Linked DNA regions of Mus musculus: region 1 is linked to region 2. A link is a contact called in public Hi-C data. All regions are on one chromosome and are shown on one strand. Each heading gives the region's core, a stretch centred on a gene start, on an enhancer-like site or on the middle of the called end of the contact. The rest is flanking DNA. Distances are from core to core; before and after follow the strand shown. Region 1 has its middle 55 kb from the start of 4933406G16Rik. Region 2 holds the start of 8430419K02Rik (a long non-coding RNA gene).

Region 1 (5,529 bases), core at 1,593-4,092, 240 kb after region 2:
GATCTGAAAGTCAGTAATAGTTTTCTAGAAATGCAAAGTCCTTAGAATGCTTAATTGCTGTATTTTGAGGAAACTTCTAAATGCTATTCATTGTATTTAGTCAAGGCATGATTTGCTAAGGACCACAGGAAGAAAGAGCTGGGGAACATTTTCTCTGTAGGCACACTCTCCATTTTGCATCTATGTGCAGATTCTGGAGGCAAAGGGGAAACAGGGCTAATTTCTTCAGCCTCCCACCTCTGCCCATTTGCATCTCTGAGAACAAAACCTCCATTATTTCTAATCTTGGTTGGCAACCAGAGCTTTGAACTCATCATGAGTGTGAAGAGCTGAGAGAATGGTGCAGAATTCCTCAGCCCCATGGTCAGAGTTGACAGTGTTTCCTGAAACTCTGCATGAAACTCGATCCAATTCTTTTTCTCAGATTACAAGGTCCTTGGGATGAAATATTGCATCTTAAAGCAAAGGTGCAAAGCTAATCTATCATAGCATCCCTCCAGGTGAGATCTATTCCACCCTGAATGCAGAAAACACTGTGTCCGCTCTGCATGTGCGGGCCATACTCCTCTTATTATTATCCAGTTGAAAAAATCCCCAGCATAGCAATGCCTGAGAAATGAGCGGGCAAGCCTACAGAATGTGACACTTATGCTAATCTGCGCCCTGCTGTGGAAAAACACACACAAGGATTCCATTACCACATTCATTAGGCTGCAGCACACTCTATCCTGAATAGGGATTATGAACTAGAATTGGATGAAAACAGTCAATTGAGCCTACTTAGTTAAAATGCTCTGACATTGGCCAAATATGTTGGCATAGGATCATCAGCTCAGACTTTAAAGAGGACATTAGTGGTTGGAAGTTTGTCCTTCCCTGGAGCTGTCATATTCACCAAGTTACTACACATGTCATTGGTTTAGACAGTGAACACTAGAAACAACAGTCTGTCTAAGGATTGGGTTTGGGGTCATTGTTTGAAACATGTCCCACTCATCCTGTACACCTGTTGGGCAGTGCCTGGCATTCGCTCGCCACACTTTCTTCCTTCTTACAGTCAGATGAACTGTGAGTGATAACACTATATAGCTAGGAAAGAAATTAGAATCAGACACAAACACCAGTTCAGCTTGCCCAAGTCTCCTCACCTTGGTTTTGGGGTTACTGGACACAGTTGTCACCTATCAGCTTCATCTTCCTGTAGGGGCAGGCATGTTTGCCATGGAGCTAAGACTCTGAGCTGAAAATATTTTAAGCATTGTCAGAAATAATCAAGAAAGCAATGCAAGTGTCTGCTTGGGAAACATTATGGAATCTGGCTGTGCAGGCAGAGGGAAGAGATTTAAGTCCATCCATGTATATCATTAAGAAGATAATAATAAAAACCTTCTGTGGAAACATGTTTTCAGCCTTAGGTTCTAGGAAACTATTTGTCTGGGCGTTTCTTTTTCAGCTTAGAAGTGTAACACAAAGTTCTTATGGGAAACTCTACCCAGCATCTTGATTTATGTCAGTTATGTGTTCCTAAAAAGCTGAAGATAAATCAAACTTCAGTCTTGTGAACTAAATTGCTCCTGGGCTCTTCTTTTGGCCAAGGTAACCCTGCGAGGAATTCTCCTCGGTCTGTGTACAGCGAAGGGTATAATTTTGTGCCCTACTCTTTGGTTTATCACTGAGCTGATATTATCTAAGTTTTCCTTAGGATGCTTCCCAGAAGTGAATGGATGAAATAATGAAGCGGGAAGCTGGGGAGCCCCCAAGCTGAAGTGCCTGGCCCTTCTGCTCCCTCTCTTGAGAAAATGGGACTGTCAGAGAACAGTGAACCTCATTTTTCTCTGCACAGGAAAAGTATACTAAATCTGTTGACTTTTCTTTTTGTCCTTCCCTTCCCCACCTTCCCCCCCCCCTCAGAGATAGGGTTTCTCTGTGTAGCCTTGGCTGTCTTAACTTGATCTGTAGAGCAGTCTGGCCGGGAACTCAGAGATCCACCTGCCTCTACTTAAAATAAAGGTGTGTTCCAACACCTGGCTTCTCCCCTCCTTTCCTCCTCTGTTACTCCTACCTCCAGCCATGCTTTCTGTTTTTTACAGGATCTCAGTAGATTGTAGCTGGCCTTGAACTCGCTGTGTAGCTGAGAATGACCTTAAACTTCTGATTTTATTTCTTATCTCAGCCTTCTAAATACTGGGCTTCTAAGTGTGTGCCGCTGTGTCTAACTTACTTTTAGAGTTTTCTATCCATAAACCCCTAGAATGGCTTGGGATGCCCATAAATGTAGGGGGAAGACATAGAGCCAACATTCCTCAACCCTGTGCTGCCCTGGAAATGGTACAATCTACATGCAGCACAGCGGTCAATGAGAAATTGTTTGCCTATGACTGATGCTGCTCCTGCTGCATGTGGCTCTGAAGTCTATCCTGCCCTTGGACCTGAAAGTGCCTCTAAAACAGAACCAGAAGTGTAGCCTGTTGGGGGGGGGGGGAGAAAGAGCTGCTGGAGAGGCTTTGGGGTGTTCCCCTCCACATGCTGTGCCTGCCCCGCCTCACTTTTCTGGAACATCCACTTAATTGAGTCTATTGCCCCGTGTCCTCCAGATCCCTGGGACACCAGCAAGCATCAAGCAGGTTGACAGAGACTCTGTGTTTTTCCAGGCAAGCACAGCCCTTTGCACCCAGATTGTAACACAATCTTTCCTGTCTGGGGCTTCGGGTACTACAGTGAAAAACTTTGAAAATCTCTTTTATCATTCATCGTCCCCAGACTGAAATCATTTTTGACAACCTCTACAGAAAGCAAGAGGCACTCTGGCTGCTGGCAAGTCAGTTAGAGGGAGGGAACATGTGTTCACTGTCAGCCAAAGCTCCAGAGAAGGCCTGACAACCCTTTAACCCCGGTTCCCAGAGAAAGGACCCAAATGTTTATTTGGAACAAAGTTACCACATTATCTTAAGCATCTTTCTCATTTACTGTGTTTTGTTTTTTCCCAATACAGCAGCCTTACTATAACAGTCCTCAGCCCTCCGTCTTTATTGTGGGAAGCAGCAGATCTGTGTTTGTGTCCTGCCAGGGAAGACTAGAAAAAAGACGATGGTTCATGACTTTCCTTTATGAACTAAACCCTCTTTTCATTTCAGTTTTAACCATCTGACCACAGTTTAAATACCAACACACCAAGGAGTTCACTCACCTCATACAGTGATTCTTCAAAACCAGCCAAGAAGCCGCAGGAGTGAAATTTTCTGAACAGTAGGAAGGCTGCCTAGCCGGCATCCTTAGCATGCTGGGCACTGACACAGCTGTGGAAATGGTTGTGAACCTCGAGGTCTGGAGCCAGAAATGCCTGTGTATTGCTTAAGGCACATGTTACCAAGCAGAACTATTTCTACAGTCCCTAGTTCTTTATAGAACTATTTCTATAGCAACCAGGCTGGAAGAGGGGTGGTGGGGCACTGTAATACCAGAAACTGAGTGTTAGGGGTATGTGTTTGCTTTTTAAAAAGATTGTTTTAATACAGCAATGTTGAAATTACATTGAAGAAAACCCAGCTCTTGGCTCCATAGTCTGCAACCTTGGTGCTTTTTCTCAGTCCTGTAGACTCTGGTGGATAAGGCAATTATTAGTATGTGTGCCCCTGTGTCTCTCATTTTCAAGACCACCAGTGTCAAGGAGGTGGTGGCTTAGAGAGGAAGTCCTGTGGGCACTACCTGGCTCTCTCCAGGGTATCAGAGAGCAACTCTTGCCTCTATGCACTGAGATCTGAGACCGTGTCTCCTCCGCCCCCGGATGCTGCTTTTCTCTCCTTGCCCCCAGTCTGTTTGTCTGTCTCTCTCTAGTGGCTTTTCATGTTGATTCTAAATTATGTTTTTAGTGAAACAAAACTTTGATGACATTATCCATTTTGTGTAATGTTAAGAATTTAACCCAGGGCTTCAAAGATATTAGGTGAGCTCTCCACTAGCTGTAGCCCTGGTGACCCTAATTTGGTTGTTTGGTTGATTTGGCTTGTCTGTTTTCTGATCCTGCATTGGCCTGTTGCTCACTGGAATTATAGATATGTACCATCATCAACTGCCGGAATTCACCACCGTTAACTGCTGGGATTATTTATTTTAAAATGATTAAAAGTTTAAGTATTGTGCAACCACAACTTGTATCTTATCCCCCAAAATTTTTCATGACTCTAGAAGAAGACTATATACCATGAAGCAGTTCACCATACTTGTCCTTCCCCATATCCCATGTAAAGACTAATCTATTCCCAGACGCTGAAGACTCTTATGTTTTGTTACCTACTTTATAGTTAATAGAAATAAAGTCATGTCCTATTGCATCTGAGGCTATACTGGAGCATTAATGAGAATTTCACTCAGCCAATTCCTTTGCATATATGTGCTATCATCTGTCTATCCACACAGCCACCAGTGGACATCTGGGTTTGCTATTGTGGATGTTCTGCCATGAGACATCTGGGAACATGTCTGTGTGAGCACCTGTTACAAGTTCTAGGAATGGAATTGCTGGGTTATGTTACCATTCTCTGTGTTTCTTTTTGAAGAGCTGCCAAACTTTGTGATTAAATCATTTGATATTCCCGTTACCAGTGCATCTGAGTTCCCATTTCTGTGTAAGCCTCCATGGCTTTGTTACCTTTTCATGAAAAACAATTCTTCTAGTGCTGTTAGTAGGTGTGAAATGGCAGCTTTCAGTCTCATTTCCCAAATGCCTAGCAATCTTCTCATGAGCTGATTGAACATCATGGATGATTTTGAAGGGAAATGTTTTGCCAAGTCAGAGTTTTTCATTTGATTCTCTGCTCTGCCGTTTTGTAGTTAAGTTGTAGCAGTTCCCACACACCCTGAAGCTGGAACTCTTCTCAGGCAGGTAGTTTTGAGTTCCTTCCACATTGCAGTGTGTCTTTCCATCTTTTTGATAATGTCCTGTGATACACAAAAAACTTAGTTCTGGTGTAATCAGCTGCTTTATGTGGTTCTCTCTCTCTCTCTCTCTCTCTCTCTCTCTCTCTCTCTCTTTCTCCTTGGTTTTTCAAGACATGGTTCCTCTGTGTATCCTTGAAATTCATAGATAGGCTGACCTTGAACTTAGAGATCCACTTGCCTCTGCCTCCCAAGTGTTGGGATTAAAGACCTGGGCCACTACCAACCAGCTCTCATATGTATATTTTTTTGCTTCTGCTTTTAGAGTGTAGCTGAGAATAAATTGCCAAATCCAAATTCATGAAGATTACCTGTGTGTTTTCTTCTAAGAGTTTTATAAGTCTTGCTCTTAGATTTATCTTTGATCAACTTAGAATTGAAAATTGCTCATGCTCTAAAGTGGAGTCCAGCTTCATTCTGGTGCATGTGGTTGTCTGGCTGTCCCAGTAATCTTTGATGAACATTCCATCTTTCTTTTATTGAATGAATATTTTATTTATTTTTATTTATTTATTTTTATGTATTTATTTATTTTATTTATATTTATTTATAATATTTTATTGAATATCAATTGGCCATAGAGACACAGACTTT
Region 2 (5,265 bases), core at 1,110-3,609:
TCAGTGACCCTCGATCTCCCGAAAGGGAGGAATCCGGCTCTTTGAAAGCCTAGACCATGCTCAACAACGTCTTCAAGGGGGATCTCTATGCGCAGTCACCTACTCAAATCCAGAAAAGTGGGTGAGGTTGGCAGAAGGGTTTTGCAGCGATTTCGGCGCTCGCCGCTCACCCCCACCCCCACCCCCAATGCCTGCGGGGACTGGGAGAGGTTAGAGCCTCGGGTCTTCAGGTGAATTCGGAGAACCTGTCACTTTTAGGGTGGTGGAAGAGAAAAGTGCTGAGGTGTGAGGGAGGCCTAGGCAGAAAAGCAAGAAAGGGAGGAGAGAAGGGGAGCCAGAGAGTTGGCCATCCTGTCTTTCAGTCATGTCTCCAACCCAGAGAAAGCAGACAGTGGGATCCTGAACTCTCCGGTACACTCTGCCTGAAGCTAGGGTGCCAAGCCAGAAAAACGACGCCGGGGAGAGGACCCGTAGGTGTATGAAGCAGGTGACTCTACTCTCTGCTTTCCTAATGGGCTAGGACCTGGGAGTAGTTTTCCTCCCAGAGAATAAAGTCACTGGTCCTAATGAACACAGTGTGGGGTAGAGGTGGTCAGGGCTAGGAATTATACAGTTGATCAAAGGAAGACTGGATTAAAACTAAATCCAGAGTTTCAGAGTCGGAATTCCCTGAGGTGGACTGAGCGCGTGAGCAGCACAGGAGTTACTTCTTCACCAGCTAAACCAAGCCCCTAAAAGTGCCTCCCATCTCCCTATTAAAACCCTAGGGTATCATTTTTAGGGCAAAGACTCTACAACGCAAACGTCTAGCGGATTGCCCAATATATTGTTTGTGTTTTCTTTCAGTTCCGCCTTGGAAGAGAATGTTTTAAACTTTTTGGGGGGGCGGCGGGAGGCTGGTTCGATGTGAAAGAGAACCCTACCCTTCCCATTATTTCTTGGCTTCAGTCTCCCAGGAAGACCCCCAACTCTCCCGCCCAGATCTTTTCCCCCAACCAGAGAGCTCTTAGCCTCTAATGCTGCGTCTACCCTTGATGGTATGGTTTGCCAAAGGGCCAGGGGGTGCTGGGTAGCACAGAAGAGACCAGGAAAAATGATGACTCAAACTGGGCGCCCCACACACAAACCCACACCTCCCTGCTTACGGTCCAAACACCCGTTGAGAACCTATATCACCAATTTCTGCTTTAACTGCCTTCCCAAGGGCCGAGGGCCTGTGGGATCCAAAGTGGGGGAAGTTTCTAGGACTTTTAAGGAAACTTGAAGGAGCTTCTGCCCAACACACTGTGACACTATTCTTCTCCATTCTACCGGAGTGCTATACACTCTGGAAGCTCACCCTCTTGCCCAGCCTGACTGTTCAAGGCAGCCTCCAGGGCCCAAGCTCTCACCGACATGCTCCCATGAGCGCCCTGGGATTCGGAAGCCGGGGCTCCGTCTGGAAAAGTCCTGTGAAAGCATTCTGGCAACTACAAACCACTCTGAGGGGTTCCAATTGACGGAGCCCAGAGTGAGCCGAAGAAGTCTTTGAATATGCTTTTGCGCTAACTCATGGACACCCAGGCTACCGAGACAGTTAATTCTTCTTAACTTTGACTTTCAGATGGCGGAGGTGGGGATGGGGGCAAGCATAGGACTCTTCTGCAGACCCCGAGTACCTCGGAGTAGTGTGGGATCACAACTGAGACCCACCCGCCCACGTACCAGCTCCAGCCCCAGCCCCAGCCCCGATGTCGTGCAGAGGGAAACTAAAGGGAGTCTGAGACGCGGCTGGAGCTGGGTGAGCCGGCCGCGGCGGTCTCATTAGAGACATCTCAAAACTCCTCTCAGCCCACCCCCAACACCCCCCTCCCGCCTACACAGGGGGAGCTGAAAGCATCACTGAAGGCTCGGAATTCCAGCGTAAAAGAGCAGTTTTCCCCTTTCACAACGTTCGGACTTTGTCCCTGGAGTTACTCAGTATGCGCTTCTGCCCGGAATGCGATCCCCATACCCAGATCCATCTTCTCTAGGCCCGCTAGGACCCGGCACCCCAACTGCTGTCCTTGTCGTTTGGTCTCCCCAGGGCTCCACCTAGCACGCCTCTCCCCGCGGTAAAACTCGTGGGCCGGGTTCCCCGAGAGGAGACAGCCTCCAAAGGAACTCCTAATACCATCCATACAGCTTTAATGCGCTTATAATTCGATAAGTGATTTCAATTTGAAATTGTTAGTAACTAATTTTATGGGTAATTTTTCCACATCAAATATTTAAGCATCAGATTAAGGGCGCCAGTTCCGACGCATGATCATAAGGGGGTTTCTTCCCCCCCCCTCCCCCCCGCCCCCTCAAAACACACTGCCGCGCTCCGCCTCCCTCCGGTCTCCTACTGCGTCGTTTTTCCAAATCCCCAAAAGGTGGCAGTAGAAGACGACTTTCCTCTTTTCCTGCGGCTCAAAAGAAAGGACAGGGGTGAGGGGCTGGGGGGGGGGGGGAGCGGCGGGGGGAGGGGTGGGGCGAGAAGAGGGCCAGGAGGGACTGGACGGTGCCAGGACTTTGCAAGCTGAGCCTTTAACACGTTTCCACCACCGCGCTAGCGAGAGCAGTGGCGAATTTCCTGGAGACGTCTCGGGCCACGGCGGCGCGCCCGGCGGCCCTGGGGTCGGGGTGCGGGCGACTCGGCACATTTGCACTCAACCCTCAGCCTCGTACAAAAGCGGGAGACGCAGAGAGGGACCCACCGGCTTCTTTCCATTTCTTTGTAGTTTAATATTGTCAATACTGTACAACCAACCTTGGCTCCTCGAGGCCGGGCTCTTCGAACACATAAGTCGGGGGGGGGGGCTGTTAATGGGGGGGAACTGGGGAGGGTGGAGGGAAACTAGGGGCGCAGCGGATGAATTGCAGACCAGTTGCCAAACTTTTTCCCCCTGCTGCCGCTGCTGCGGCTGCCGTGGCTGCAGCCTTTGCTTTGAATGTGTGTAACTAGGAAACAGCAAGCCGTCTGAGAAGACGGAATTTCCAACGTGTAAAATGTTCTTAACGGAACCATTGAGCGAGTGCAATAAGGCGTGAGGGGGAACTAATCTTCCCATTTAAATGTTTGTGGCAATTTTATCTAAATGAATTTTAATGCTAAACGAGGGTAATTCCCCATTTGTAGCGCGTTTGCTTCTTTCCTGTGCTTCTAAAGCAGTCGAACATCGTGCAATGAACAATAACAATAAAAATACTTCCAAGGCATATTATTCATTTTGAATGTGTTATAATTACATTTGATTAAATATGATCGGGTAACATTTTTAAATTTTTTGTAAAAGAAACTTAGTCATACTAGTCTCATTCAGCCAGCGGACTCCCCCCACCCCCCCACCCCCACCCCCAAAAAAGAAGCCTGTATAATTGTGTGCCCTGTTTAGGGGAGGGCGTTTTGTTTTTGTCCTTTAAGAAACATCAAAACCACTCTCCACACCTCTATTATTTTCCTCCTTCCGATAAGTGTCGTCAATAACCTCAAAGCTGGCTCTGAAATTTACAAGAGGAAAAGCTAAAACAGAATTAAACGGGAGGGTGTCAGGGGCAGGAACAGAGAGACCTGAGGAGCAAGGCTCGCACAATCCTCACTCCGAGGGGGGAAACCATGGCACAAAAGCTTGCTTTATTTTTTTCTAATTCCTAGACATTAATGATCATGATTCTTTTTAATCTCCACATTCCCCAGCCCCCCTTTGCTTGCGCTCACTCTTCCCCTCCACCCCCAGCCTCTCCCCCTGTTCTTTTCACCACCCTCTCCTTTCCCCCTCCTCCCCCCTCCCCGGCTTTCTCCCCACCCCGCCCCCTCCTACCCCAACTAGGCTAGAGCCTCCAGGATAATAAAGGCTGACTCACCGGGCTTGTACTGGGGAGGCAGAAGTAAAAGGACGGTTAGTTTATAAAGTTTATTATTATTTTTAAAAGTAAATAAATGGTTGTTAACTGCAACTAACCACCCATCAAAGAAAATGATTTCACTAATATGGACTCTTATGCAGTCGTAGAATTGTCTCGGGGCCAAAATAGGAAAGTTAAACAGTCCCATCTTTGGGGGGGCGAGCAGGGCGAGGTGGGCAACAGCTCTGAGACCAGGCTGCAACCTCTCTCACGTTCTCTCTCTCTCTCTCTCTCTCTCTCTCTCTCTCTCTCTCTCTCTCTCTCTCTCTCTCTCTCTCTCTCTCTCTCTCTCTCTCTCTCTCTCTCTCTCTCTTCTCCCTCCCTCCCCCACCCCCTCTCTCTTCTGCACACCCACGTGTCAGAAACAAGGCCCCATAAACAAAAGGTGAGAGTGCACACCTCTGCTCCTGCAGGTGAGGCAGTGACTCACCATTACCATTACTGAGTAGAGCCAACCCACAGCTGGTTTCTCTTTCCAAATAGAAAACAGGATTGCTGTGGGCAGTTTATAAGGTGACAAGGGTCTGAATGTCAGGCTAGAGTTTAAGGCTTCTGACTCATCCTTTGTTCCCAAAGCAACCAAAAGGCTGTTTTCTTAAAAAATTAATTTGCCTTCATTAAAATATTTGGATATTTCCCTTAGCTTTATGAAGCACTTTTTAGAGCAGCGATTTTATTTAAGTGAAATTATAAGCTATTGCAGCTTAAACATGTTATTTTGAACCATTTAGCTGGCTGCCATGCAGAAATTCTGTACAGCTGTTCTGGAAAATTGGTTAATAACCAGTTTTATCCAATGAGAACATAGAGCATATTTATAAAAATTAGATTTTGAAGTCTGGTCTCTTCAATTTTATATAGTTAATTTCTTAATAAACATGTACTGCTGGCCCTAGATAACATCCCTGGCAAAAGGCTGACTGTGGGCTTCAGCTCTGTCACAGCAGGATTTTACTGATCATGTAGGCGACTAATACTGAATGAAGTCTGAGGCTACAGCTAGCTTAGTGACTTTAACCCTTAATTTTGTTGGTATTACCAATTCGTTAAGTCATCTTAATCCAGTAGTTATTGTTAAATAATTTACTCAGTGGTTACAATTTTCAAATACATATGGCCCAGGGAGCTAATTGTTTGTTATCATTAAAAATGCTGTACTAATCATTAAAAGTTTGAGGGACACATCTTGTAAGCAGTAAAGTCAGAATGACAAAAAATAACCTTTTCATTCTGGAGTCTGACGTCATGACTGCACTCAATGACTGAAGCTGGACCTGGAGTTTGCATACTTTTAAATGCTAAGATAGGACACAGTGTGCCATGACTGTTATTAATAATTAGCTCCTTGTTTTCTTG

Evidence for each region. A called contact is a pair of places that touch in the nucleus more often than the background predicts.
Region 1: a Hi-C map of uterus shows a contact between it and region 2, with 3 times the contacts expected there. The contact joins the enhancer-like site here to the promoter of 8430419K02Rik in region 2. A contact is called at or near these places in 10 of 484 Hi-C or Micro-C datasets (3T3-L1-derived adipocytes, LSK cells, adipose-derived mesenchymal stem cells and 4 more), 1 of 115 datasets of contacts at active chromatin or transcription factors (embryonic stem cells) and 1 of 9 other capture datasets (embryonic stem cells).

What each region holds. Positions count from the first base shown.
Region 1 is chr11:19,117,784-19,123,312 of GRCm38.p6, forward strand. No RefSeq gene overlaps it. Among named protein-coding and RNA genes, the nearest start is that of 4933406G16Rik, 55 kb to the left of the region's middle. Within about 2 kb of position 2,843, at least 17 of the 459 cell types and tissues checked have an H3K27ac peak or open chromatin away from gene starts, as enhancers often do. A contact at or near this core is called in uterus, where this site is marked.
Region 2 is chr11:18,875,251-18,880,515 of GRCm38.p6, forward strand. 8430419K02Rik (a long non-coding RNA gene) reads right to left here and starts at 2,360. Exons shown (of 4, transcript XR_003949854.1): 1 at 1-2,360. It overlaps Meis1 (Meis homeobox 1), which reads right to left. Exons shown (of 12, transcript NM_010789.3): 12 at 5,178-5,265.